Regions from separate parts of the Mus musculus genome. Here regions 2, 3, 4 and 5 are each linked to region 1. A link is a contact called in public HiCAR-type and promoter capture Hi-C data. All regions are on one chromosome and are shown on one strand. The core of a region is the stretch at or near the end of the contact, and the rest is flanking DNA. Distances in the headings are between cores, read along the strand shown. Region 1 holds the start of Has2 (hyaluronan synthase 2). Region 2 holds the start of Dscc1 (DNA replication and sister chromatid cohesion 1). Region 3 holds the start of Deptor (DEP domain containing MTOR-interacting protein). Region 4 holds the start of 9130401M01Rik (RIKEN cDNA 9130401M01 gene). Region 5 holds the start of Derl1 (Der1-like domain family, member 1).

What was found. Promoter capture Hi-C pulls out the DNA fragments that hold promoters and counts their contacts. HiCAR-type assays count read pairs that join an accessible place to other places.
Region 2: a HiCAR-type map of astrocytes shows a contact between it and region 1, with 4 times the contacts expected there. The contact joins the promoter of Dscc1 here to the promoter of Has2 in region 1. A contact is called at or near these places in 3 of 39 promoter capture datasets (embryonic stem cells, hippocampal neurons and stem cell-derived epiblast-like cells) and 1 of 115 datasets of contacts at active chromatin or transcription factors (astrocytes).
Region 3: a HiCAR-type map of astrocytes shows a contact between it and region 1, with 2.6 times the contacts expected there. The contact joins the promoter of Deptor here to the promoter of Has2 in region 1. A contact is called at or near these places in 3 of 39 promoter capture datasets (embryonic stem cells, hippocampal neurons and stem cell-derived epiblast-like cells) and 1 of 115 datasets of contacts at active chromatin or transcription factors (astrocytes).
Region 4: a contact with region 1 is called in a promoter capture Hi-C map of cranial neural crest. The contact joins the promoter of 9130401M01Rik here to the promoter of Has2 in region 1. A contact is called at or near these places in 2 of 39 promoter capture datasets (the 3T3-L1 cell line and cranial neural crest).
Region 5: a HiCAR-type map of astrocytes shows a contact between it and region 1, with 3 times the contacts expected there. The contact joins the promoter of Derl1 here to the promoter of Has2 in region 1. A contact is called at or near these places in 3 of 39 promoter capture datasets (3T3-L1-derived adipocytes, cranial neural crest and hippocampal neurons) and 1 of 115 datasets of contacts at active chromatin or transcription factors (astrocytes).

The regions. Positions count from the first base shown.
Region 1 is chr15:56,693,135-56,695,942 of GRCm38.p6, reverse strand. It overlaps Has2 (hyaluronan synthase 2), which reads left to right and starts at 1,397. Exons shown (of 4, transcript NM_008216.3): 1 at 1,397-1,949. Has2os (hyaluronan synthase 2, opposite strand) reads right to left here. Exons shown (of 4, transcript NR_002874.2): 2 at 2,175-2,329; 3 at 1,866-1,988; 4 at 1,483-1,580.
Region 2 is chr15:55,089,138-55,091,945 of GRCm38.p6, reverse strand. It overlaps Dscc1 (DNA replication and sister chromatid cohesion 1), which reads left to right and starts at 1,455. Exons shown (of 9, transcript NM_183089.3): 1 at 1,455-1,720. The coding sequence starts at 1,521. All of the region lies in intron 2 of Gm41325 (a long non-coding RNA gene), which reads right to left.
Region 3 is chr15:55,110,955-55,113,762 of GRCm38.p6, reverse strand. It overlaps Deptor (DEP domain containing MTOR-interacting protein), which reads right to left and starts at 1,446. Exons shown (of 9, transcript NM_145470.3): 1 at 1,144-1,446. The coding sequence starts at 1,265. It overlaps Gm9920 (predicted gene 9920), which reads left to right and starts at 181. Exons shown (of 5, transcript NR_045093.1): 1 at 181-423; 2 at 1,167-1,420; 3 at 2,547-2,643.
Region 4 is chr15:58,032,938-58,035,745 of GRCm38.p6, reverse strand. It overlaps 9130401M01Rik (RIKEN cDNA 9130401M01 gene), which reads left to right and starts at 1,452. Exons shown (of 6, transcript NM_029418.4): 1 at 1,452-1,662. The coding sequence starts at 1,546.
Region 5 is chr15:57,891,088-57,893,895 of GRCm38.p6, reverse strand. It overlaps Derl1 (Der1-like domain family, member 1), which reads left to right and starts at 1,478. Exons shown (of 8, transcript NM_024207.4): 1 at 1,478-1,753. The coding sequence starts at 1,601.

The DNA of each region.
Region 1 (2,808 bases), core at 148-2,647:
CAGTCACACTCTGCATCCCTATTCACAATCCTCAACTCCACACCTGCCTGATATGTTGCGAGCCTCACTCCCGGTTTATTCCACTTTTCTCTTTTTGTCTGACCTTTAACTATTGCCCAAATTTATATTCCGATCTTATCCGAAACACATATACCATACAGCATCAAGATGCGGTAGAACTCAAACGAAGCCCACATCAAGAGCACGAAGAAGGGAAATAAAAGAAAGGAGGGGATGGGTGGGGAAGAACAGAAAAGGAAGTAAAAGGCAAGTAAGGTTTTAGCAGATTTCAGTTTTAGCCTTACTGCGTAAATCCGCTTTCATTTTTTCCTAAACAGCGCCACCTAGTGTCCATTGTAGCTCTCTGAGTTTTTTTTTCCTTTTACCTTTTCCTTTGGGTGGGGGCAGGGGCGGGGACCGCAAGGATCAAGGGAAAAGGGCGCGGATGCCCTAAGGTTGAAAAAAAAAAAAAAAAAAAAAAAAAAAAAAAAAAAAACCCGAGAAAGAAAACTCTCCAGTCTTGGCGTCATTGAAATTTTAAAATGGTATTTTGAAAACATTAAGTAAAAGGCTGTCAAGAGGCAAAAGTAATTTCAGATGTTTTACGAGATGACTGCTTCCGTACACTTTCTCAGGTTTATTGCTATCATCATTATTATAAACTTCCAATCGAGAATCTTTTGTATGTTTTCATGTCTGAGAATCATGAGAAAAAAAGAAATTTAAAAATTTTCCTCATTTCAGTGTCCAGCCCACCCACAGCGAAAACTGCGGGGGGGGGGGGGGGGAGACGTTGACATTTGCCTTTTGCTTAGAAAGTTTAGAGCTGGGAGGAAGAAAGGGTTAACAAATGGCAAACTAGTCGCTCTTTTTAGCGTCCTAGGCCATTTGTGGAGCAAACTAGGTAGCACGGACGTACACACACACACACACACACACACACAACGCGCACACACACACAGAGTCAGTATTCCGCCAAGAGCAGTGATTTAGCCTAAGAGAACCGTTTGGCCTTAAAATCATTTATATGCAACGGGGAGTTTATCAAGTCGAGGGAATCCTTGTAACGCAGACAGACTTCAGCAATATTTGCAGAGCAGGGCTGCCCGCTCCGCGGTCACTGCCTGAGGAGAGGTATCAGGCGGTGGTCAGCATCTGTGCTCCGCGTTTCTCAGCACACGTTAACAATCAAGTTAATTGAATTCATTGGAGTTTAGAAGCGGCCTCTAGCTCAGAGAGGGCTTTGAATGGCCAATTTCTCTCTCTTCCCCCCACTCCTCCCCGCCTCCCATCCCGCCCAGTCCCTCCCCTCCGGGTTCCCCAGTCTACACCTCCCTCCTCCACTCCCCTCACCCCCACTCCCTCCTCCGTCCTATTAAAACACCCACCGGCTCACTTGTTAAGACCCCCTTAAGTTGGAGGAGGCAGAAAGGCAACCACAGCGAAGAAGAAGGAGAAGTCAAGGCGTCTGGAAAGAATTACCCAGTCCTGGCTTCGAGCAGCCCATTGAACGGGGGACTTGAACCAGCCAAAGACTTCTTCATTCTGCTCTTGCTAGACTCTGCTGAGTCTTGACCCGGCTTGTAGGTTGATGTGAAAAGAGATTTTGTGTCGTCGGAGGGAAGGGGATTGGAGCAAATAGCAAAACAGGGGGAAAAGTTAATTTATTTTTAAAGCACATTTAACAAAAAGAATTAGAAGACTTAAGTGCAGCGGAAATAATAAAAGAGAATATTAGTGAAATTTCTTCTCAAAGAGGGGAGAACCAAGCATTTAAGGCTCCCCCATCTTTTTTTTTAAATGTTGTTTTTAAATTTCTTATTTTTTTTGGCCGGTCGTCTCAAATTCATCTGATTTCTTATTACCTCAATTTTGGAAACTTCCTTCCACGACCCTCCGGGACCACACAGACAGGCGGAGGACGAGTCTATGAGCAGGAGCTGAACAAGGTACGTTATACAGACGCGTTTGGGTGAACTTTGAATTCCCTAGATAGATTGGGGGCAGAGAAGAAATTATCAACAGAGCTTTAAAAAAAAAACCAACAACAAAAACCCCCTAGTTTCTATAGAAACATTTGAGGTCTGAAGTGTCCCCCAACTCCCCCCCCTCCCCCCCGCAACAAACTGCCCATGAGGGAATATTGCCAATCACTATCAAGTCTCGCAGCATACCCTGGGTTTTAATCATCCGGTGAAATCCGCTGCCTCTCTGGGCGCACAGGTAACTTGCGTGGCCAAGGAAAGCTGATTGTCCCGGGGTGTACTTTTCCACTGGGCATCTTCCCGAGCGTCAAAGGGGCTCCGGAGTCAGAAAACAAGGATTTCCACTGTGTACGGAAAATTCATCCCACAACTGTCCTTACCTTCCTACCCTTCCCTTCTTTCTCCCTCACCTCCCACCAGTATGTGGGCTGGACACCCTGGCACAGTTCTGTGCGGGGGTGGAGGTGGGGGTACAAACAAAACCGCTCAATTTTGGCTTAGACTGAAAGGGTTAAACGATCCGGGTTTCCAGCTACGTTAGGCTGGAAGAGACCCCAAGGAAAGTCCTGCGCCACCTCCTCGCGCTACCATCCTGGTTCAGCCACTCCCCCCTTTTCCCGGGCCTCCACTCCTTTGCAGTTTCCAAACTCCATTAAAGTGTCAGGCAGCGAGCATCCGGGCACAGCCACCCCGAGAAAGCCTTTCCTGGGGCAAGGGGTCCCTCACGCAGGCATTCGCCGCTGGGGGAGAGAAGAGAGCGCGCATCCCTCCTTGCGCTGGCCGGCCGGCCCGCACCCCTTGGGCAGGGCGTGCGCGCGGACAG
Region 2 (2,808 bases), core at 206-2,705, 1.6 Mb after region 1:
TTTCAGAGTTGGGTCTCTTCTTCCACTATATCTTCTGGAGACTGAAGTCAGCTTATCATCTTGCATGGCAAGCACTTTTAACTTTGAGCCATCTTAGTGATAGCCACTAATAAATTCGTGGTACTTTCATATTCAGGATATTGTTCCATCATTTTTCTTATTCGATCCGATTTTTGTTTTTTTTTGTTTTGTGTGTGTGTGTGTGTGTGTGTGTGTGTGAGAGAGAGAGAGAGGGGGGGGGTCTATTTAGCCTTGACTGGCTTGAAGCTCACTATGTAGACCAGAATGGCCTCGAACTCAGATCCGCCAGCCTCTGCCTCCTGAGTGCTGGAACTAAACTACCCTTTGGCAACTCAGATGTTTTTGCTTGTTGTTTTTCTAGACAATGTTACTCTGTGTAGCCTTGGCTGTCCTGGAACTTGCTCTATAGTCCAGGCTGGTCTAGAATTCAGAGGTCCTCCCTTTGCCTCCTGAGTGCTGGGATTAAAGGTATGGTGCCAGCACTACCTGGCTCATGTCGGTTTTTAACCTGATGGACTGGGGTCACCTTGGCCTCCCTTTTTATTTATTCATTTGTTTGTTTTACAGGAAGGAGTGAGAAACCACCCTCTCTGAAGACAATTATTCCTCTTACTGTTTCAACTTTTATGGGTGGCCAGTCTGCAGGGGTCTGCCGGCAGCATCCCTTAGAGAGCTCGCACATCAGTTTCAGGTGCATGGATGTGAGTCTATGAATGGGTTTTCATCTTAAAACAGTTTCACGTCATTGTAAACTTTGGTCAAGAAAACATCACACCCTGTAATGCTGAGTTAGCCAGACTCTCCCAGGAGCATACCAGGCGGGCTGTTTCTGTGTAGAAGTCTCAAGCGCCACTTAGCACAAATGAAGTATTTAACGAACGGGAGGCAAGCTACCTTCCATCTAGGATGGTCTCGAAGTCCAAACAAATGACATCTTATTCTGCCAGGATCTGGTTCTTGGTCCTGCACAACACTGGGCAGGCTATTTTGGAACCACCATACATACATCAAGCTGGATTCAGACTTTGCCATCTCAAGGCTGCGCCACCATTGGCAAGCATTCTGCTCGCTTCTGCATGACAGGATCGACAGGATCCTGCCTTACTGGGTTGTTTTAACGGCTTAATGAAATTCTGCACAGACATAGCTCATCACGGGACCCACCGCAGCAGGCGAGGAAAAGGAGCTTTGGCGGGAAAGAAGGGGGTGGGCACAGGGTGGCGGAAGGGGTGAGTGCAAGAGCCGTGCTTGGCCCCGTGGGGACCCAGAATTGCTAACAGGACCTTCCTGGAGTCCTCATGGGGGAAACCGTGCTTCTCCCCAGCAACCGGGGACTTGCACGCTGTCAGTGGGCTGCAGAAGGACTCGCGAGTCCAGATACTTTCCGACTTCCTCGGGACACGCCCCGTCCCGCCCCGGAAGTCGGCTCGGGCGGATTTGGCGCGCTTTTGAAGTCCCGGGAGTTTAGGTCGAGGACACACCCCTCTCCGTGCTGCGAGATGTCCCCGCCGAGCGCTTCCCGGAGGACCCGCGAGGAAGTGGACGCGACGCTGCAGGTTGCCAAGCTGAACGCCACCGAGCTGCTGCCCACGGTGCACTGCCTGAGCTTCAGCTCCGGGACCGGCGGCGCGGCCACCGGCGACTTCTGCCTGCTGGAGCTGGAACCAGCACTGTGCCAGCAGCTGGAGGCCGGGGACAGGTGAGCCGGGATGGTGGGGCTCGGGAGCGCCGATTCCCCGGCCTCAAAGAGGCCGCCTACCCGCCCGGCGTAGCCCGGGGAACTCGGAAGGAGGAACTGGTGCAGAGAGTTGCTTTGATTGGGCCCGTACAGGCCGATGGGCGGGTCCTCAGCTTGCTGTCATCTGTCAGGAGGATTCAGCATTTGCTAGACTGCCTTGTTAGCAGGACTCCAGGGAATTTAGAGCCAGGTGTCAGCGGGGGAGTGTCAAGAAGGAAGCTCCAGGGAGCTTTGGAGGGCTCAGTACTGATGCCAAGTACTCCACAGAAACACTCGTTCAATCTCAGAATGTAGTAGCAGTGCCTGTAGAGAGAGTTCTTGGCTTGCCACTTGGGTTTCTTCTCCTTGAACCGCAGATGGGACAAACGAGACAGAAGTTTAAAGCCTAATGCAGACTGCTGCGTGTAGCCCGGGGGTTGGTTGGGGTCACTTACTGAAGATCTGGATCTGTTTTTAATTCCGGGTCAACTACAAAGTTGCTGCCAAGACCTTGGATTTTAAATCCTAGGCTGAGATCATGTCTTTTATGGCAAGCACAAAGCTGAGTGACTGAACTGCAAGTGGGCAAGGCTCTTACTCTCAGAGCTCCCCCTCAGTGACATACTTCCTCCAGTAAGGCTACACCTCCCAACCCCTCCTCAGATAGGGCTGTGGACTGGGGACTAAGTGTTCAAATGTCTGAGCCTGTGTTTGGGGGCGGGGTCCTCTTTCAAAGCACCACACTCCCAAGGTTTAATTTTAAATCTAGAAGCCACAGGATTTGGGACTTATTTTTTCTTTCTTTCTTTCTTTTTTTTTAGATTTATTTATTTATTATATGTAAGTACACTGTAGCTGTCCTCAGACACCCCAGAAGAGGGCATCAGATCTCTTATGGGTGGTTGGGAGCCACCATGTGGTTGTTGGGATTTGAACTCAGGACTCAGGACCTCTGGAAGAGCAGTCAGTGCTCTTAATCGCTGAGCCATCTCTCTAGTCCCCGATTTGGGAGTTATTTAAAGTGAGCTATCCACTAGAGTCTCAATAAGCCATGTCTTTACCCCCCCCCT
Region 3 (2,808 bases), core at 197-2,696, 1.6 Mb after region 1:
TCCCTTCAATTTTGGCCACACAGTTGAGATTTAACGAGGAACTGAAATGCGTGATTTTCCTTCTGTCACACTGGACTCCACCGTCCTGACTGCCAACAGCTACTTCCTCAAACTGAACACTGCAAAGCCAAGTGCTTTACCAGACCTCCAGGAACCTCTGTAACACTCTCCTTCCAGTCTGGAAACAGCCATCTAGAAACCGAAATAAGCCGGAAAAATCAAGCCAAGAGCTAGAGGGAGCTAGCACACTTCTTTCAGGTGGGACTGGGCTCGCGGTTCAAGTTCTGGCAGAGCCGGATTCATTTGGAGTGGCAATCTGATTTACAACCCCCAATATCAAGGCAGCTGCGGAAGCACAAGTCTTAAGCATATGCCCAAGAAAAAGGAACAGGAAGCGATGGGAATGTCAAAAGAGCCCTGGGGGTAAGTGCTTGTTCCTGGATCTGTGAGATGGGAAAGTGGTAATTCTAGGAAAAGTGCGCGGCGGTGGGCCAACTCCGGGGTCCCAAACGTGGGCACTGAACAAGGTACTTTCACGCCCCCTTGCGGACCCAAGTGACACCTGAAACCAAGTGTGCCAATCAAGGGATAGGTAAAGAACTGGGAAAGGTTTTGGAAGAGAAGCAACCCGTCAAAGCACTCGCAGATATGCTCCAGGTTTTACATAAAAGTAACCTGAAGCTCCAATGAGGGAAGCATGTCTTGCTAGAAAAAAAGGAAAGCTGAACCGAAGGCACTCATGGGTGCTGGAGCCTTCTATCTGGAAGCGCAGGGACTGGGGTCCCATCCGAAATCTCTTCTTTTTGGAGCGAGCAGACTAGACAGTCATCAGGAACACCTGGCAAGGGGGTTTGCACGCACTGAGTGGTGGCGAGTCGGAGGGACGCATGGCTGCAGCAGTCCAGCTAGGGCGCAGCCTGCACCGCGCGTTCCCGGCATCGGTCCCCGCAGCCTGGCTGAAGCTGCTAGCCTCCGGGCTGCAGTAGCCAGGCACCCGTGCAGCGCGACCCAACCATCCCACTCGCTCGCAACTGTCCCTACGCCCCGCGCGACACGCCTGCCACGAGCCAGATGGCGTGTGCGCTCCGGACCGCGGCGGGCATAGGGCAATCGAGAGCCCATCTACTGAGTGCCTTTCCTTACCGGAGCTGCTCTCCCGTAACTAGGACTTCAGCCATGCGTTCCAGCTCTCTCTGCTGCACCCCGCCGCTCCCGCCGGCGTTGCTGTCGCTGCTACCACTGCCGCCGCTGCTGCCCTCTTCCATGTTCCTGACCGCGCGGTTGCCACTCTGCCTTTGCTGTCCCGGCGGGTGCGCCTGGCGTTTGGATCAATGTGCCCTCCCCGAGGCCGCCCCGGCCATCTTTGTTCCGGGCGGTGCCGTGGCTCAGACGCGATTGGCTGGTGAGGGAATCCCTGCGGGTAAGCAGGAGAAGTCGGCGAGTCCGGGTCTGGAACTTCGGCTTGGGGGCGTGGCCTGGGCTCTCTCATGGTCGGGGGGCGGGGACAAGGAGAAAAATAAAAACATCGGGGCGGAGCTCTGAGCCCTGAGTTTTTGCAGGAGGTTGAGCCTTTCGCTCCTCTTTTATATTTCCTTTTTCACTCCCAAACTCATGCTGGGGAATGTTGCAGTTTTTCTCCATTTTCCATACTAGAGTTGTAGAGAATAAAAATGAGAACAGATTACTCAAAAACGGAGCAGTTGAGGATATTGCTGAAGGGCATTTCAGGCTACCTGATCCCTTTCCCTATAGACCATCTACTACTACCCTATGGTGGAGTCAATAAAGGATCCTGCCCTGCGGTTCAAAAAGACTAAGAACCTGGCTTCATTACTTTGGTTTCCTACCTAAATGCTCTTAATCCCTTTTTTACACTAGTTGTAGCTATCACTTGTCCACATCTGCTGCATTAAAGATGTTTTAGATAAATTGCTACCCTCTTGTGTTTCCCATATCATTCCTTTTACGTCGGGAAGGCAACTCGGAGGGGTGAGGTAACTTGTCTCAGGCAAGCAGGCAAGAGCATTCTCAGTTTTAGGTTATGTTTTTAAAACAACTCTATCTTGGCAGGCATGGCGACACACTTATGTTCCCAGAACTTCAGAAGATGATCATGAGTTTGGACCAGACTGGGATAAGAAGATACCTTGTCTCATAAAACAAACTAAAACCAAAAACAGCTTAACTGACAAAAGCAAGCAATACAATAAACCGTTAGAAGAGCAGGTTAGGGGCTGGAGAGATGGCTCAGCTGTTAAGAGCACTGACTCACTCCTCTTCCAGGTGTCCTGAGTTCAAATCCCAGTAACCACATGGTGGCTCACAACCATCTGTAATGGGATTTGATACCCTCTTCTGGTGTGTCTGAAGACAGCCACATCGACAGTGTACTCACACATATAAAATAAATAAATCTTTAAAAGAAGAAGAGGAGGAGGGGGGGGTGAGGAGGAGGAGGAGAAAGAGGAGGAGGTTAAACATATTTGAATGGCCGAGCTGGTCTACCATGTTCATTAAAAGTCATCACTGTGTCTCTTCGTTTTTAGTTTGTAAACTTCAACATAGCTTGACTGGGAAGTCATGGCTTCCGCGGCCATACACATTTGTTGAAGTATCTTTGGATTTGCCTTTTGGAAGATACAGGTACTTGTGTCTACGATAACTGTCACAATCTTCAGGAAGTGTCAGTATATAACAAAACATATGCTGCTGTGAATGTTACTTGACATTCCTGAAGACTAGGCTCTGAACCTGCTAGGGTCACAAAAGTAGAGCATTTAGTACTTTGCAAGGTCCATTCTCTGGTAA
Region 4 (2,808 bases), core at 203-2,702, 1.3 Mb before region 1:
GAAACTACTGAGCCCAGGAATCTTGAGTGCAAAGGGCAAAGAGCTATCACTTCCCCACGTGCAGCCCTTAAACAACTGCTGCCATTTTAGCACACGCTCTGGTTCAGTTGTTGGGCAGGAGGCTAGAGCTAGCAGGCCTGAGCAGGAGGGAAGACATTCTGAGATCAAATATCTTTCATAAAGAAAAAGCTGGAAGAACTCCTCCTTGCCCGCCTTTGCTCTGCTCTTCCTCCGCTCCTGGAGCAGAGATCTTGAATACACCCATGACACCCCTTTCACCTCTAAAGCTTTGTGTGCCTTATTTTAATCAATACCCATTTTATAGACTGGGTCACACAGCTAGCGAGCCAAGGCAACAGAGCCACACACACGTGGCTCTTGCAGTCCTTCAGTACTGTGCTGACACAGTTCTGGGCATAGACAGGGCATACTGGGATTAGGGCAAGTATAGCCCTTTTTAGGACATTATTTTTTTCCTGGTGATATTAGGAACTTTTCTTATAATTCTCTATAATATCTGAATTTTTCTTAATAAGAAGTATTGCATTTCTGATGAGAAAACAAAACAAAAACCCCAGGTATTAAAAAAGAACTTCTCTGGATGGATCCCACAGTAGCTACTGCCTGGAGGCTCCCTGCGTGGACTCTTCCAATGAGGCTATTGAATATGCACTGAGTTCCACATTTGGTGAGCCAAGGGCAGATGAATTTTGAAATCCGGGGAGGTGGTTTGGGTTGCCCTGTACGAGTCTGTAGAGTAGAAAATAGGGCTGAAGGAAAAACCCTGGAAGCAACTGGTGGAAGAGGAGCAAGTGTGAGGGCAAATAGAAAAGCTTTATTACTAGCTCCACATTAGTGCTCTATAACACAAGCCAGTGTTTTGTCCACGACCTTTACATTCTAGAGTCAAAACGTTTCTTGAAAGTCTCAAAATTCTGCTAGCCTTGATCCAAGTCTTTAAATTGTGATGTCTAGTTTTTTTAGTAAATGCGTGAAGAGTTCTGGTCTCTTCTTCAGAGACCCTGGGCTTTTGAACAAGTTACCTGACTTCTTCAAGCCCAGTATCTCCTTTTACAAGATAAGAATAACCGGGCTCTTCTCACAGTTATTGGGAAAGAAATTTTAGAAATAAAATGCAAAATAAAATGGGGAGAATACTGTCAGTGGTTTAAAGCTGATACTTACCAAGTTAACTGGCTCTCCAGAGACCACGACTATTCGAGGTACTCAGGAGGAACTCACTCTATCCAGCTCTAGACACAAAGAGGTCAAAACCTTTGTTGGGTGGTTTAGGAGGCCCTGGAGTCAGGCAAGAATTTCTGCTCCACCACGGAAATCCCCAGCCGCTGAAAGACTACCACTCCCAGAATGCAACGCTCCGGCCGACAACCCACCGCTTCCGTGTGGGCGGCGCGCCGGTGCCGCTCTACACTCTACCTTGCCTCGGCAGCCTTGGCGCGGCTGCTGTCGCGCGCTTTGGAGGCTGGGTGATGGGCGTCGCTCTAGGTGTCGCCTCGTTTCGAGGTCCAGTTGCACTTCCGCGCGATGGAGACCGGATGCTGGGTGCTGGGCGGCGAATTTGAGGACTCGGTGTTCGAGCAGAGGCCGGAGCGCCGGCCCGAGCCGCCCTCCCCCTACCGCGCCAAGCTCTGCGAGCCGCAGGTGAGACGGCTGCCCCTCTTGCCGCTCCGCTCTGGAGCCGGCCTGCGGCGAGGCCCACCACCGTCACTGTCCACCCGCCCTGCAACCAAGCACGGCGACTTCACTCTTGTACCCTCGGGTTGTCTGTCTCCGTCCCCCACCCTCAACCCACGTGTCCTGCAGGCGGGCCCGGGCTAGCATCACACGCCCCCTTCCTGCCTCCAGCCCCGCCCAGGTGCTCCGCCGTAGCATCCTTGCAGGCCTGCTGGCTGCCTAGAAGAATAAAATAGTTCCAAGCTAATTATGTTTCATCATTTCCTAGTAATGTATTGAGACTTGGATATGTTATTGTTGAGTTGGGATGGCTAGCTATGTGACTAAATGGTTGCAGAGTGCCGAACCTAACGGTGGCTCAAATACCTCGTCTCGAGTGACCCAGTGTTTAAAGAATAGAACAAAGTTTTTCTTACTGTGATGGCCCAGTAGAAGGAGAGGCACTAATTTAGCACGCTTATGATGAGCCTTGATACTCAGTGAAGTGTATTTCTCAGAATACAACCAAGCTATTACAATGTTAACTGTACTGAGTCAACAGAATTTAGAGACTTTCTTCAGCCTCAGCAGGTTTTATTGTAAAAGAGAATAGGAGATGCTTCTTTGGGGCTGGAAAATTGGGCATGCAGAATGCTTTTCATCCTTTTTTTTTAATTCTTTCTTGGTAGTTACATCTGGATCTCACCTTATGTCCAGTGGGTTTACATCAGAAGAGGTCGTCTTACAGATGTGTCCTCAGATCCTCCAAATCTTTGTCTGGGATGCACAGAAACCTGACTCCAGTTAAAATTTCCTGTGCTCTGTGTGCCTTTGTAGCATTTTTATAATAGGACCATCGCCATAATCACAGTTTCCTACGTCTTGTGCACAATTTTGTCAGTCCCTATTCACTCTCAATTGCTCTAAAAGAAAGCAGATAGCACTTTAAGAGTCACTGGACTGCACTTGGTGATGTCATTTCCAATAACTTCACTGTGGTTGAAACCGTGTGCTTTTATTTATTTTTTAAATCTGTCATTGACATGTATAGACATGTGATCATTACAACTTTTATTTTTTAAAACCACGTTCATTTATTTGTGTGTGGGTGAGAGAGCCATGGCACTGTGTGGC
Region 5 (2,808 bases), core at 229-2,728, 1.2 Mb before region 1:
TTTTGACAGAATCTTGCTATGCAGTTTGGGATGTCCTGAAACTCTTGCTCTCAAGCTTTCTGAGTGTGGGGTTGCCTGTTCCCCCACATCTACCTTGGACTCCTTCCTAGGCTTTTATGTGGATGTCTCATTTTGAGGTGCATTCCCATGTGAGCCATCTCTACCGTCCAGTTACCAGGTCCTTCTAAAGGCAAGGACCCCAAAGAGAGATGAAGTGACTTTCACAACATTAGGTACTGCTAAGAAGTGGTTTGTCACAGTATAAACGCCAGTGTTTCTAGAGTGTTTGAAATAATGGAGCACTGGAAAGTATGTGGAAATGCACATGGACCTCGTCTTTGCCTGGAGGATGTGAGTCACGTGGGCCACTTGGACCTAAGATTTTCAATTCCTTTACAACGTTAAATAATTTTTTTTTCCAGAGCCCAAATTTCACATTTTTTAAGTTTGAGGAATTTTTTTTTCCCGATCTGAGAACACCGAGTCTGTTTCTTTTCTTATTGTCCAGACCTGATGGTAATTATGTTACACCTCAGCTCTGTGTTTACAACGCACTGCCTCTTCCAGTTTGGCCGACAGTTCCTCTCCCTCCACCATCCAATAATGATGATTTTGGATTTTGTTTAGAGAAATGGGTCCAGGGTTCTTTGGTGAGCAATCTCTTTGATTGCAGTAAGTTCAGATACTTAGTTTACTACAGGTCAGTTTACACCTATGTTCTTTACGGAAAGTTTTACTGATCCTAAACCATATTTTCAAAAAAACAAAACCAAACCAAAACAACAACAACAAAAACCAGCAACTGAATAAAAGTTCTAGTGAAATCGGTATCTTTCCACCATTTGTTTAAAACAACCATCTTCATTTCTAATTTAAAGCCCCCCAATGAACCAGATCATGTCCAATTATAAATGCGGTCTCAAATGCGTCTCAAGATTTCCCAGTCCTCCGCTGCCACTCTAGCCCCCCCATCATCCTAATCTTTTCCCGTATCCTCTGAAATTCTTCTTCATAACTCATTTGCTTTTCTGTCTACCCTGAGACTGCAAAGTTCAGGTACCGCTACCGTGCTCACAGCCGCAGCTGCATCCCCAGTGTCTAAAAATTTGCCTGAAGCTGTGACTAAATGAGGAACTATATGCGCTATCTCTTCCTTTCCCTTTAAATAAATACTCTTCAAGAGGCACTACTCCGATTACAACTCCGGGGAGAACTAGGGCATGTAGCTTCCCCATTGGTTTGCAAGACTGGCCGTTGCTCTGGGTAACCACTGTTTCCTACTAGCCTTGCCGTCGTCGCCCCGCCTCTCCTGCTTGGCCCCACCCCAGGACGTCGAGTCCCGGTACTGAGCTGCAAAAACGGCACTGGCCCTTTAAGCCGCCGGGACACTTCTGGTCACGTGGACCGCGGCCACCGGAAGGGGAAGTTTCTCTTGTGATCGCTGCCTAGCTTGTCCGAATTCGGTGGCGCCACGTCCGTCGGTCTCCGCCTCCTGCACAGCGGCTGCGCCTCCACTTTCCCTGGCCAAGCCGGCCGCGGAGCGCGGGGTGGGCACGGGAGGACGCGCGGCGCTGCGCAGCCGGTCACCTGACGGGCGACCATGTCGGACATCGGGGACTGGTTCAGGAGCATCCCGGCCATCACGCGCTACTGGTTTGCTGCCACCGTTGCTGTCCCCTTGATCGGCAAGCTCGGCATCATCAGCCCGGCCTACTTCTTCCTCTGGCCCGAAGCCTTCCTCTATCGCTTCCAGGTAGTAGCTGGCGTAGGGCGGTGGAGACTACAGCCCCCAGGTGTCCCCGCGGCTACGGAACGGGTTCGCCGGGCTGCGGGGCGCGCTGGGGCTGGTGGGATCTGTAGTGCGTCCGCCTCCAGGGGTTTAAGGCTGGGGTCCTTTGGGTCCCGGGAGGTCCTGGGGTCGAGTGTTAAGGCTTAGATAATTTAGAGTCGCGGACTGGCCTGCTAGGACGTGACTCACAATACCTGTCTGGCAAGATTGTACTTCCCGCCTTCCGCACTCTGAAGTGAGAGGTAAGTTGCCATTCTGTTGGCAAATTGGGCCCACCTACCTGAATGTCTTCCTCCCTCCTTCTATCTATGTCGTGGGTGGCGATGCCATCTTAATCAGTGGTGTCTACTTGACATAATTCTGCGTGGGTTGTTAGCGTGTTTACAGTTTCTCTCTCCTCCCTAAAGCAGTGGTGTAAAGGCAGATATTAATAAGAATTAATTTATCTGTATTTCCTACGGGCCCTATCCGATCACCTGGCATATAGCCGTTAAATGTTACCAGTGAATGAATAAACTACTCAGGAAACGGGAGATACTAATTTTCTTAAGCATTAAGGATATTAGTCAAGATTATCATTCTAAGCCAAAGAATGTTAGTTTCCTAGAGGTTATTTTTATTGATTCTGTGATATAAAAATTTAATCAGGGGACGCTCAGATTATATTAGATCTGGATTTCCACACATTCCTTAGCCTTCTCTTTCTACTTTCCACTGGATGTTATTTTCTCGTCTCCTTTGCTGATTTCTCATTTTCCTCACCCAGATGTTGGGATATGCTCTTGGAGTCCGTTATAGGATCCTCTGTAGTCCATCCCTTGGACTTAGATCTTTATCATACAAGGGGCATAAACACATGAATGGGAGACTGTCGGATATGTGAGTATCTTTATTGTAGTGGTGGAAATCACCACCTGGTGACCAGTAGACATATAATCAAATCTCCCTTTCATCTTTGCAAATAGCAACTGTGTTTGCTAGGGGGGTTTAGCAGTCATAGAGACATCCCTGAGTTCTTT